Regions from separate parts of the Muntiacus reevesi genome. Here region 2 is linked to region 1. The links are chromatin contacts, called in public Hi-C maps. All regions are on one chromosome and are shown on one strand. The core of a region is the stretch at or near the end of the contact, and the rest is flanking DNA. Distances in the headings are between cores, read along the strand shown. Region 1 holds the start of HDAC10 (histone deacetylase 10). Region 2 holds the start of SCO2 (synthesis of cytochrome C oxidase 2).

Region 1 (6,370 bases), core at 3,577-6,076:
GACGGACCAGACCCCAGCCATCCGGGCCGTGGCCGGGGTCCTAGGCACTTGGCGGGTGGCCTGTGGCACATGCCCATACCTGCCTGAGGAGAAGTGGGGCGGAAGGGGGCTGCACAGAGGCACTGGCGCAGCCGGGAGTCCACAGGGGGGGGGGCGCGGGGAGGAGACCCCCGGGGGCCTGTTTCTGAGGGTTGGGGGCAGGCGTGGTCTGTTGGGCCGGGGGCCCTGTCTGTCAGGGGGCCCTGGAGGCAGAGTTAGGGACACGTGGTCGAGACCTCATCCCCAGGGGCTTGGCCTGAGGCTCCTGTGTGCCCAGGCCCCTTGGGGTCTTCTGGACCACAGTCGGCCTGCCCACTCCCCAGAGACCACTTTGCCCCCCACTCCCTCTGACTCTGGCTATAGATCCTGGACTTCGGCCTGGCCCGGCAGGCAGACAGCGAGATGACCGGGTACGTGGTGACCCGGTGGTACCGGGCGCCCGAGGTCATCTTGAACTGGATGCACTACACGCAGACGGGTGAGGAGCTGCCTGCCCGCGCCCTGCTCCACGGGGGTCCATGGCGGCTGCTCCGTGGGGAGGCTCCAACTTGGGTGGGGGGCTGGGTGGGCAGTGGCAGGCCAGATGGCTCCGGCGCCCATGACCCCTCCACTACCCCCACCCCCGTCTGTGTCTCCCCCTCCCCAGTCTGTGTGTGCCCCCCTCCCCAGCCCGCGGAGCCCTGACGCAGGGGCTTCTGTCTCAGTGGACATCTGGTCCGTGGGCTGCATCATGGCCGAGATGATCACGGGGAAGACGCTCTTCAAAGGCAACGACCGTATCCTATACCAAGGGCCAGGCTGGGACTTACCCTGCACCTGGGGCTGGGTTTGGGGGGGTTTTCCCTGCACCTGAGGGGACACCTGCCGGGAGCAGGTGGGTGGGCGAGCCCTGTCTCTGGCCCGCTCTGTGTTCCTGACCTTGGCCAAGACCTGGACCAGCTGAAGGAGATCATGAAGGTGACGGGGACGCCTCCCGCGGAGTTTGTGCAGAGGCTGCAAAGTGACGAGGTCAGCCGGGAGCCGGGCGGGGGCTGGGGACAGGCCTGGGACTGGCTTCTCACGGCCTGCTCCCGCGCAGGCCAAGAACTACATGAAGGGCCTCCCTGAACTGGAGAAGAAGGATTTTGCCTCCGTCCTGACCAACGCGAGCCCCCTGGGTAGGTGGCACTGGGGTGGGTGTGGGGCCGGGCCCTAGGACGCTGCCCCCGGCCGGCCTGACCTGCCCTTCCTGCAGCCGTGAGCCTCCTGGAGAAGATGCTGGTGCTGGACGCGGAGCAGCGGGTGACGGCGGCCGAGGCGCTGGCCCACCCCTACTTCGAGTCGCTGCAGGACACGGAGGACGAGCCCCAGGCCCAGAAATACGATGAGTCCTTCGATGACGTGGACCGCACGCTGGACGAGTGGAAGCGTGAGTGGGGGCCCCGGCCGGGGGGCGGCGCTCAGGGTCCCGGGCCCCCCTCCCCGGGATGCAGGTTCAGCGAGGAGCGCAGCAGGAGGTCAGAGGGCACATCCAGGCACTGGGCCTCTCCTGGCGCCCGGAGCAGCCAGCATGCCCGTGCACGTCTGGGCCAGGGCCCGGGCTGCCCCGGAGCCCCTCGGAACCCCTCCCCAGGCCTCTGCTCATACTTCTTGGATCTCCTGCCCCTTCAAGACCGTTCCTACCACACAGTCACACAGCACCCTTGTCCTGCCGGCAGGGTCAGGTCCACGCCAGGCAGCCCGTCTGCCCCCCACCTTCCTCAGCACCCCTTGCCCGTCCCCTCCAGCCCACTGAGCACCCCCATTCATGCTCTGCGCCGCCAGGCTTTGCTTTGGCTGTCCCTAGACCGAGGGCTCTGCTGGTCTCTGAGGGCTGCTCAGCCTGAGGCTGGGCTCAGGGTCACCTGCGTGGTCCCCAGCCCGCCCCCCCCGACCAGGTCCCTGACGCCCCACGCTGGATCGGGCCTCGTCCAGCACGTGGTCTCTCTGTGGCTTCAGGCCCCTGGAGGGAGTGGGGACCCAGCTGAGGGCAGCATAGGGCCGCTGGAGCTGCGGGCCTGGTGGCTGCTGTCCAAGGCCCTGTCCTGGCCGAGCCTCAGGCCAGCGCTGTGGTCCTGGACGCGGAGGGTGGGGCGGGGCCGGATGGCTGTGCCGCTCACATGAAGCTCCTTTGAGTCCCTGGGTTCTCGGTGCTGCCAGCGGGGGCTGCACCTTTCTCTGTGCTGGGTTTTGTGCTTGTAAGTTTTCTGTTGCTAAAAAAAGACCAGAAAACCCAAAACCGCAGGCCATAGGATCCTGTCTGTGGTTCCCGCCCCAAACTGTAGTAAGAACTTTTGCTTTTACTACAGACCATGTTTGCGGTTAAAGCCCCGGTCAGGTATTTAAGCTCATTACTTCCTGTCTCCCTGGGAAAGGCCAGCCTTTCAGCAAGGGCTTCTCCACACTGACCATCCCCGTGTGGCTTGGCCCCGCCCTGCGTGAAGGTCAGACGGATGGCCTGGGAGTCACCCCACGGGTGGGAACACAACCGTGCCACTCACTGGGCAAACCACACAGACCACATGCTGTTGAGTCATGGTCCTCTGAATGGGCTCCGGGAGCCCCAGTGGTCCCCCAGACGGGCGCTCTGCCGGCCTGGTGAGTGTGGGCACGCTGGGAGAGGTGGAGCAGCGCCCCCTCCCTAGGGACCGCCCGCTCTGGGCATGGTGCAGGGAACATGGGGACCGGCGAGGAAGCCCGAGATGCAGGTGCTCAGTGGGAACTTCACTCTCGTTTGAGGCTTCATAGATGTTCTGCATTCAGAAGCTGGAAGGCCCTGGTGGGACCCTGAGTAGCTCCACTTGAGTGAACACATTGGTTTATGTGCCCGCAACATCCTCTGTTCACTGAGGCAGGCTGTGGGGCCAGAGCCACTTTGGGGGCTGCGTGTGTGGGCTACAGGAGTCCCGTCAGGGTGGACAGTCCCTGGGGATGGATACAGATGGATTCGCACATGTGGGAAGCTCCCTTGGTGCCTAAGCCCTGGCAGTGATCTCTGACTGTAATTTAGGGGGCAGTGAGCCCCGAGGTCAGTGACCTGTGCTCTGGGCCCGGGCGTTTTCCCCATGCCCACCCCGAGTGGAATCTCAGGAGCTGTCACTGGCCCGGGCGAGCACTTGGTCTGGGTCACTGGTGTCGTAGCTTGGTATGCACCGTGGAGCTGTCTGATGGGTGGTGGGCTCCTTCTCCTGTGACTGTCCTTCTGGCCCCAGGTGTCACATATAAAGAGGTGCTCAGCTTCAAGCCTCCCCGGCAGCTGGGGGCCAAGGTCTCCAAGGAGACAGCCTTGTGAAGACGCCTGGGCCCTGGCTGGGGCTCCACCTGGACGGGAGACCCCGTCTGCCACTGTGACCTTGGCTGAGGCTGGAGTCTCGGGAGCCCCTGTACTCCACGGAACCTCTCTTGGAAGCCTGTTCCTCTGCTCGCAGACCCCATCTCAGCCTAACCTTGGAGGAGCATCTGGACTTTCTGGACAGGATGCCCACCTGACCTGGGGCTGGGCTCTGAGCCTGCCAGCAGCGGTCCCTGTCCCCAGGACGCACCAGAAGCTTCAGAGCCAGTGGGGTGGGACAGGACTTGGGGTCAAGTCCTGGCCTCTGACCCTGCCTTCTCTGAACTGTGCTGAGAAGGAAGGACAGGATGCCGACTCAGGGATGCGTCTCCTGAGGGTGTTCGTGTGGACGCTTCTTCACCCCCAGCCTGGAATGTACATTGGTCACATGGTGTGGCCCCTCGGCTGGAGGAAATAAACCCTTTTGTAGGTCACACTCTGCTTCACTTTCTCATTCCTGGGCTGGAGCTCCACCTTTAGGTTTGTGTTTGGAATAAGGAGGCTGGTCTGGGAGTTTCTCCCCACCCTGAGCCACTGGGCCTGGGCAACCCTTCCCTCCCCGGCCACAAAGCTGACCCCCCAACCTGTGTCAGGGAGCCTCAGGCCTGGAGCCCCCGAGGCGGGGTTTGGCCCCGGCCTTCTTGCGCGGTGGTGGTTGTGTAGTCAGTTGCTCAGTCCTGTCCGACCGCTTGCAACCCCATGGACTGTAGCCCGCCAGGCTCCTCTGTCCATGGGATTCTCCAGGCAAGAATACTGGAGTGGGTTGCCATTTCCTTCCTCTAAGCTTAGAGCCTGGAGCCAGATGCAGGGCAGGGCCTGACAGGGGTGAGAGGGTCAAGGTCCAACTCGGGTGTCAGTCCCCGGTATCTGGGGTTCCCGCACTCTCCAAGGCCAGATTCGTGGGCGGGAGGGTCATGCAAGACGCTGGCGGCTTCTCAGGGGCCTCTGAGACGCCTGAGCTTTAGCAGAAGGTGGTTTCTGCGCTCCGCTTCCTGTCGCAGGCCCGGCAGTACCCTGCAGCCGCGGGTGAGCCCGCGGCGCCCTCTGCTGGCCGTAGAGGACTCGCCGACGGGTCAGGGGCCACCCTGGGGCTCCTCCCCAGTTTCCCTAGGCAGGTGCGCGCAAGGCGCGATCCGCCGGTCTTCCTTCTCCCGGCCTCGCGCACAGCTGGTTCAGCCGAATATATACGGTCAAGACAAGTGACCACAGTGGATACCGCCGTCCGCCCAGGCCGCCCGCGTCTGTGACGCAAGCGTTCAGCCATCTCCGCGGGGCGGGCGGCCGCGGGCCCCGCCTCGGCGACCACGTGCGCGGGACGGCCTGTCGGCTCGCGGCTTCCGAGCTGCTCTGATTGGCTCCGGGGCGGGCACGCCTTCCCCAGCCGGCGGCGGCCAGGGGCCCACGCGGCAAGCACCCCTACCGGGACGGGGGCGTTTCGAGCAGGCCGAGGGCCGCGGGGCAGTGCAAGGCCTCCCTCTACAGCTGCCCCGCCGTGGGGGTCGTCCCCGTACGGCTGCAGCAACCGAGGACGGGAGCGAGCACGCCTGCCCCGGGCCCTTGCCCCGCCTCCAGATCTCCCGCCGCGGAGACCAGCCCTCGCAGGCCCAGCCATCTCGCCCCGACCCGAGACCGCCTCAGAAAGTCTGCCCTCCAGGCCCGGCCCACAGCCCGCCCCCACGGGCTCAGTCCCCCGAAGCTCTCGGTTTGAGGCCGGGAGACACCCCTCTGTTGGTCTCCTCCCTCGCTTTCCCCACTCGGTGCTGCGCCTGTCCGGCTTCTCGGCCACAGTCCTGAGCCCCCGAGTCCCCCGCTTTCCGGCCGGGGGTCTTCCCGGAGCTTCAGTCGGACACTTCTTGCGCCTGGGGCGTAGCTCTGCGCTGCAGCCCTCTCGGCCTGAGTCCTGGCCCCCTTCCCGGGGCGAGGCTCCTCATCGCCTCGCTCCTTCCCTTTTCCCTGCGCTCTCGCAGCCGGGCCTCGGGCAGCGCGGGGCGGCGGTGGGCAACCGCTGTGTCTGAGCCGCGGCGCGGGGTCTGGGCTGGCCTGGAGGAGGCCCCGGGCGGGGGGCGCAGACTCGCGTGGCGCCGCCGCGACAGCCCGCGGAGCTTGGGCACTCTGGCCGTCCGGCTCCGCACCCGGCCGCTCCGACTTCCGCAGGGCGCGAGGCAGAGAGCCCGCCCTCGGCGCCGGGGGAGGGGGAGGGGGGATGGGGAGCCGCCGCCGGCGGGAAGGGAGGCGCGCGGAGCCGGAGGGGCTCAGGCCTGGGCCCGCTCTGCTGCGTCGGGGCGGGGACTGGGGCAGCCCCACGTGGGACGAGACGGAAGCCAGGGCTCTGGAGCTACCCGGGCGACCCCGGCCTGGCTGTGGCGCCAGCTGGACCTGGGGCCTCCCCGTCTGGGCTTCCTGAGATCCCGCCCAGGCCCCAGTGGCTCCCCTGGCTGCTCCCTGGGGTTGCCACGAGGGGCGGGCGGCGCACTGATCTGCCTGTAAGCGGGATCGTTGGGTCCTGCCCACCCTGAGTGGCCTACAGTGACCCCCGGCGGGCCATGGGGACCGCACTTGTGTACCACGAGGACATGACAGCCGCCCGGCTGCTCTGGGACGAGTATGTGGGGCCTGGCAGAGGGAAAGGTGGGGGGTGAAGACAGAGGCTCTGGACGCTGAGCTCTCTGTCCACTCAGCCCTGAGTGTGAGATCGAGTGTCCTGAGCGCCTGACCACTGCCTTGGAGTGTCTGCAGCAGCAAGGTCTGGAGCAAAGGTGTCTGCGACTGGCAGCCCGCGAGGCCTCGGAGGCGGAGCTGGGCCTGGTGCACAGGTCAGATGGGGGGCGGGCCACGGCCCTAGAAGGCTGGGGCTGCCCAAGCCTGCTGTTCCGGCACATAGAGCCTCCCCCCAAGCCTCAGTTTCCCCGTTGTGGGGGTAGGTGAAGGAGCAATGAGGCGGGCAGTCCCTCTCTCCTCTACCTGCTTCTCCTGGCGACCCTG
Region 2 (5,685 bases), core at 1,855-4,354, 200 kb before region 1:
CAAATCCGTGTGTGGGGAGGGGTGGCCACCCCTTGACACAGAGGTCACGCCCAGAAATTTCCTGCCCCCAGGAACGCTGCAGCACCCACCACTGTCACTGACGCCGAGGGTACCCCATTGCTGTCGGAACACCCCTCTGTGCTGCTTGCACCACCTTACCACCCATGCCGAGGGGCCATGCTCTTGGCCATCTGGTAGAGAATTGTGGTGCTGACCCCGGCTCTGGCCAAGTCTGGGCAGCAGCTGGCATGACCAGAAGCCTGGTGCCAATAGCCTGGGGACAAATGCCCCAAGGCAGAGTCCTGGCACTTGCCCTGGCTGGCTGTGGCTGCAAGGTTGAAACTTCCCTCTCCAGGCCAGAACCTCTGACCTCAAAGAGGCAAACCACCACCAGCAGGTCCTGACCTAAGCCTGGCCCAGACAGAGCCCTCAAAGGCAGGACCCAGGCTTCTCACTCCCCAGGACAGAACCTGAATCTCCCTTCACCTCAGCCCCCAATAACAGGACCAAGTTATTCGGCTTCTTCTTCAGTTCCCCAGACAGGACTCCCAAGAGAAGAGTTGGGTACTCCTCTCCCTCCACCCCCCAGACTTGTGACCCTAGCAATAAGCACCAGGACAGTTTATTTTCCATTCCCTCTTCAGCTGGACACCCACTACACTGCTCAGTTCAGCTTCAGTTCAGTCACTCAGTCGTGTCCAACTCTGTAACCCCATGGACTGCAGCATGACAGGCTTCCCTGTCCATCACCAAGTCCCGAAGCCTACTCAAACTCCTATGTATCGAGTTGGTGATGCCATCCAACCATCTCATCCTCTGTTGTCTCCTTCTCCTCTCACCTTCAATCTTTCCCAGCATCAGGGTCTTTTCCAATGAGTCAGTTCTTTGAATCAGGTGGCCAAAGTATTGGAGCTTCAGCTTCATCAGTCCTTCCAATGAATATTCAGGACTGATATCCTTTAGGATTGACTGCTATGATCCCCTAGCTGTCTAAGGGACTCTCGAGAGTCGTCTCCAACACCACAGCTCAAAAGCATCAATTTTTCAGTGCTCAGCTTTCTTTATAGTCTAACTCTCACATCCATACACAATTACTGGAAAAACCAGTAAATGCTTAACTCCAGCTGAGGCCTAACCAGGGATGGTGAGGAGAAATATGGGGGTGGGGAGGTGACTTTGCAGGTGTACTCAGCATCCTTGCCTAGCCTGTATAAGTTAGCAACAGATGTGATAATGGGGTACATGGGGGTACCTTGTATAAACTAGTCTATTCATGAATTCATTGTTACCCAGAAACCAGAGCAGGTACAGGCAGAATACTAATTGGTCATCGATCTCAGTTATTGATGGAAAACATAGGCCAGAATCTCTGAAGGATCACTAGGGAGGATATTGATCAGTTATTCATGGGTCATTGGACTTTGGTCAAGACCATCAATGGAAATTTGATAAAGTCACTAATAGGGACTTGGTCTAAATAACCGATGGGCCTCTGATCAATCATTACTGGGTCATAGAATGTTGATCCATATATTTGATGGGCCACTAGTGAGAACTTATCAGAATCAGTCCTGTCATTGGTCATGATTTTGGACATCTGTCAAGGTTGCTGATGAGTCCTTGGTCAGGGTCAGTAATGGGGTCACTGATCAGAGGCAACTGAGAGTCACCGGGAGTCCTATTGCAGGGGAGGTTGGCCAGATACAAGGGTTGCAGGAATGAGTGGGCTGCTGGTGCTGTACTGTGGGTCAGGAAGCTGGTTCCTGCAGATGGGTTCCTGGAGGAAGCAAGAGATGTGACAGCCACCATCAACAGCCGGCCATTCATCACTGATGACCTGACCAGGGTTTGCCTCCTGCGTGTTAAAGACTCCTGAGCTATGAACATACAACCACAGGTGATCTGACCCAAAGCCAGCATCAGTGTCCCACATAACAGGATGCCTGACCACCCACTCAAGAGGGTGACTTGACTGATGCACCTGTCATCCCATCTCACAGGGCACTTGACCTTCCATGTTCAGGGTCCCCGGTCCCTCATGACTGATCCGAGCGTCAGCCTCCCCCACATCTCCCAGGAAGCTCCAGGATCTCCATCACCTGCAGACCCCTTAGCCGCCCACACATAGCCCCCATCCTCAGTAAGAAGGCAGTGGACAGCCCGTCTGCAAAGATGGCAGGCAGAAGTACAGAGAGGCCGCAGTCCCTAGCCGGCACAGGCCCTGGAGCCTATGGAGCCTCTCCACAGAGGTCCCCGTGTGACTGTGGCCTCTCTGTTGGCACGGATCTATTAATGTAGCCCGAATCCTCTTCTCTAACTCGGTAGCCTGACCCTCAGTATCTCAGCAGCCCAGTCTTACCCTGCCGCGACCAAGATCCAGCCTCCCCACTCCATTCCCACCCGGTAACCTTTATCCGAGCAAGACCGACCTGTTCCCGGGTCTGGGGAAACTCTCAGGGCCCTCCCGCCGAGCGAGCTCTTCCTGACCCCCACCGCTGAGGTCAGTCACGGCCGCTCCAGGTGTCTCCCGCTCCCTCCCAAGCCTTCTGTAACTCCCTCTCCAAGGGAACCGGCAATCGAGGGTACATCAGGGGCTGCAATTTGAAGGGACGCGGGGCGAGTCTCGGCAGGTTGGCGCGGGGCCGCCGCTCTGACCGCTACGGACAGCCCGCCGTAGGCAGCAGCCTGGAGTAAGGAAACGGGGCTGCTCCTGGACGGCCTGGGGGTCACCGCGCTCCGGGAGGGGAAGAAGAGAGGTGCCCCCGTCCCGGCTCAGCCCTACACCCGGAGACCCCATCCCAGGCCCAACTGCTCACGGCCCTCTGCCCCCGCGCCCGCTGGACGCAGCAACGAAGCCCGAGAGGCTTGCAGCCGTGCGCGCGCAGGCATGCCAGCCTAGGGAGCGGGGCGGAGACCACACCCGGCGACAGGGAACCACATCCGGCGACTGGGGGCGTCGCCGAGCAAACGCGGCGACGGCGGAAGGGCAGGACCGCGGAGGAAGCCCCGCCTCTTTATGTAACTTCCGGCGGACCTCCGCCTTTGGCGCACGCGCACACGGCCGTCTGCGCGAGCGCGGCGTCGTTGACACATGCGCGCTGACGTCGAGCTGGGCGGGTGGCCCGTGGTGCCTCCCAGGTAGCATCTCGAGACTTGCCGCCCCGACCCTGGGGCGCTGGGGGAGCACCTGCGAGGCGCATTCCGGGAGGCTTCTGTGAAAGGGGCTTCCGGAGGAGAAGGGCTGGAAACGTCTGGGTTTGCAGGCTCACCTTGTGCACAACATGGAGCACGTTTTGTAAGGGAGGAAGGTGGTGTGAACAGGCTAAGGGACGTGTCCAAGGTCGTGCAGCCGAGGAACTGTCGGACGGGCAGAGGCCGGACGTTTAGGAGTCTTCGAGAGGGTCCTCCCAGGAGCACCTGAACAGGTGAGGGGGGGGGGCGGTTCTAATACCTCCACCTGGCAAACCTCCAGAGGTCCCTGAGAAAGGCACAGAGGTCACCGAAGCCGCGGCAGGACATGAGTTCAGAGCTGCCGTCGGGTACCTGGCTGTGAAGAGTGGGCTCGAAGCAAGTAGAAACCTTTTCTTCCGGGCCGACTGCAGGTTGGAAGTGTACGTGCGAGAGGCTGGCGGGGGCTGGGGGCCAGGGGCCAGGCGGAGCGCTGCAGTCTGCGGCGTGTGTGGCGCAAGGTTTCCGCGGGGCCAGGGGCTAGAGCACTGTGGCGGGAGTGGCCTCAGAAGGGCCAGAGGCGGCGATCTTGGGAGGGTGAAGCCAGAAATTCACCCACCTCCTCTCAAGAAATGGATGTTTATTGCAAACAGATAAATATGCCCAGGAATCCGGCTGAGGCGTGTGCATGGAATGCTTTCAGATACAGGCGACGACTGAGCTGTTAAGAGCTGCTAGGGCCGGGGGGGATGGGAGACTGAGGCCCTCAGGCTAAAGAACAAGAGGGACAAGCAGTGAACGCTTGACGATGCCTAAACTGGAGTTTGAGGTTTCAGAGGTGAGGCAGTTGAGCCCAGGTGAGTGGTAGGTGAGCAGCTGCTGACAGCAGAGCCTGTGTAGGGCTGGTCCTTCAGGTGGAGTCAGGGATCTCTTGAATGATGGGGTCACTTCTGGCTCCTGACACTCTTGCTCCTTCCCAGAAGCATCAGGTCCATGCTGCTGCTGACTCGGGCTCCCAAAGCTTGGCACAGGCTCTTTCAACTCAAGCCTCTGGCCCTCCCTGGGACCCCAGGAGGCAAGGCCCAGCATGTGAGATACCAGCTCTTCTCAACGCCGAGCCCTGCAGAGACAGGCAGGCAGGGCCAGCCCCAGGGTCCTGGCCTGCGAACCAGGTTGCTCGTCACAGCCTTGATTGGGGCTGGACTGGGTGGGGCCTGGCTGGCCGTGAGGGCCGAGAAGGAGCGGTGGCAGCAGCAACAGCGGACAGAGGCCCTGCGGCAGGCTGCTGTGGGCCAGGGCGACTTCAGCCTACTGGACCACCAGGGCCAGATGCGCTGCAAAGCTGACTTCCGGGGCCAGTGGGTGCTGCTGTACTTCGGCTTCACTCACTGCCCTGACATCTGCCCCGACGAGCTGGAGAAGCTGGTGCAGGTGGTGCGGCAGCTGGAGGCGGAGCCCGGCCTGCCCCCTGTGCAGCCCCTCTTCATCACCGTGGACCCCGAGCGGGACACCGTGGCTGCCATGGCCCGCTACGTGCAGGACTTCCACCCACGGCTGCTAGGCCTGACTGGCTCCGCGGACCAGATCGCTCAGGTGAGCCGCAGCTACCGCGTGTACTACAGCGCCGGCCCCAAGGACCAAGACCAGGACTACATCGTGGACCACTCCGTCGCCATCTACCTGCTCAGCCCCGACGGCCTCTTCACGGACTACTACAGCAGGGCCAGGTCGGCCGAGCAGATCTCAGACAGCGTGCGGCGCCACATGGCTGCCTTCCGCAGCGTCCTGTGCTAATCCGGGTCATTAAAAGGCTGTGACGGAGCCCTGTGCGGGAGATCTGTACCAGCAGCCCCTGAGGCCATGGCGGGAAGGGGGCTGGGGGCCTGGTTGCTTCCTGGGGTGCAGGGGACAGACAGCCATCTCCCCTACACACAACGGTTCTGTAAAGGTTTTTGTTTTTTAAGGGACTGGTGGGATGGCAACACTTTATTAGGCTGGGCCAGCCAGGAAGGAAAGCAAACCGAGCAGACGCGCACGCGGTATCCGCGGGGGCCGGGCTCTGGGGCCCAGCCCTGGCCGCAGCGCCCCCGCTCAGGGCTGCGCTGTGGAGGGGGCGGCGTAGGTCTGGAAGCGCTTGTGGGCCCTCTGGTGTGTGAGCAGCCTCAGGGCCATGGTATCCACAGCCGCCTCCAGTCCCGGCTGCTGGGTGATCTCCACTGTGTAGTCGTTGGCCTGTGGGGCACAAAGCGTCAGCAGAGGCCCAGGACCACCTCCCTCCCGGACTCCCAGGCTGCTCACCAGCTGCAGGGAGGCCAGCATGGAGCGACACACTTCGAAGGCAGGCTGGCCCGCCACCAGCTTGGCGAAGGGGCACCACTGGTTGAGCTGGCTGAAGCGGGAGACCACCTGGTCCCCGTAGGTGTGGATGTCGAAGGGCACGTGCTCCTCCTGCGGGGGAGGGGCCGGTTCAAGGCAGGTCGCGGGGACGCCATCCTCCGCCAGGGGCCCCACCCGGCC

Evidence for each region. Hi-C and Micro-C count contacts between places; a contact is called where the count stands out from the background.
Region 2: a Hi-C map of muscle shows a contact between it and region 1, with 3 times the contacts expected there. The contact joins the promoter of SCO2 here to the promoter of HDAC10 in region 1. A contact is called at or near these places in 2 of 3 Hi-C or Micro-C datasets (blood and muscle).

The regions. Positions count from the first base shown.
Region 1 is chr1:62,988,966-62,995,335 of mMunRee1.1, reverse strand. It overlaps HDAC10 (histone deacetylase 10), which reads left to right and starts at 4,826. Exons shown (of 19, transcript XM_065924458.1): 1 at 4,826-5,990; 2 at 6,067-6,201. The coding sequence starts at 5,932. It overlaps MAPK12 (mitogen-activated protein kinase 12), which reads left to right. Exons shown (of 12, transcript XM_065945769.1): 7 at 403-517; 8 at 744-815; 9 at 968-1,047; 10 at 1,118-1,196; 11 at 1,274-1,447; 12 at 3,270-3,814. The coding sequence ends at 3,349.
Region 2 is chr1:63,191,489-63,197,173 of mMunRee1.1, reverse strand. SCO2 (synthesis of cytochrome C oxidase 2) reads left to right here and starts at 3,104. Exons shown (of 2, transcript XM_065945981.1): 1 at 3,104-3,425; 2 at 4,152-4,962. The coding sequence starts at 4,162. The coding sequence ends at 4,962. It overlaps LOC136175798 (a long non-coding RNA gene), which reads right to left and starts at 2,975. Exons shown (of 4, transcript XR_010664458.1): 1 at 2,430-2,975; 2 at 840-1,777. NCAPH2 (non-SMC condensin II complex subunit H2) reads right to left here. Exons shown (of 20, transcript XM_065945971.1): 19 at 5,467-5,616; 20 at 5,252-5,400. The coding sequence ends at 5,260.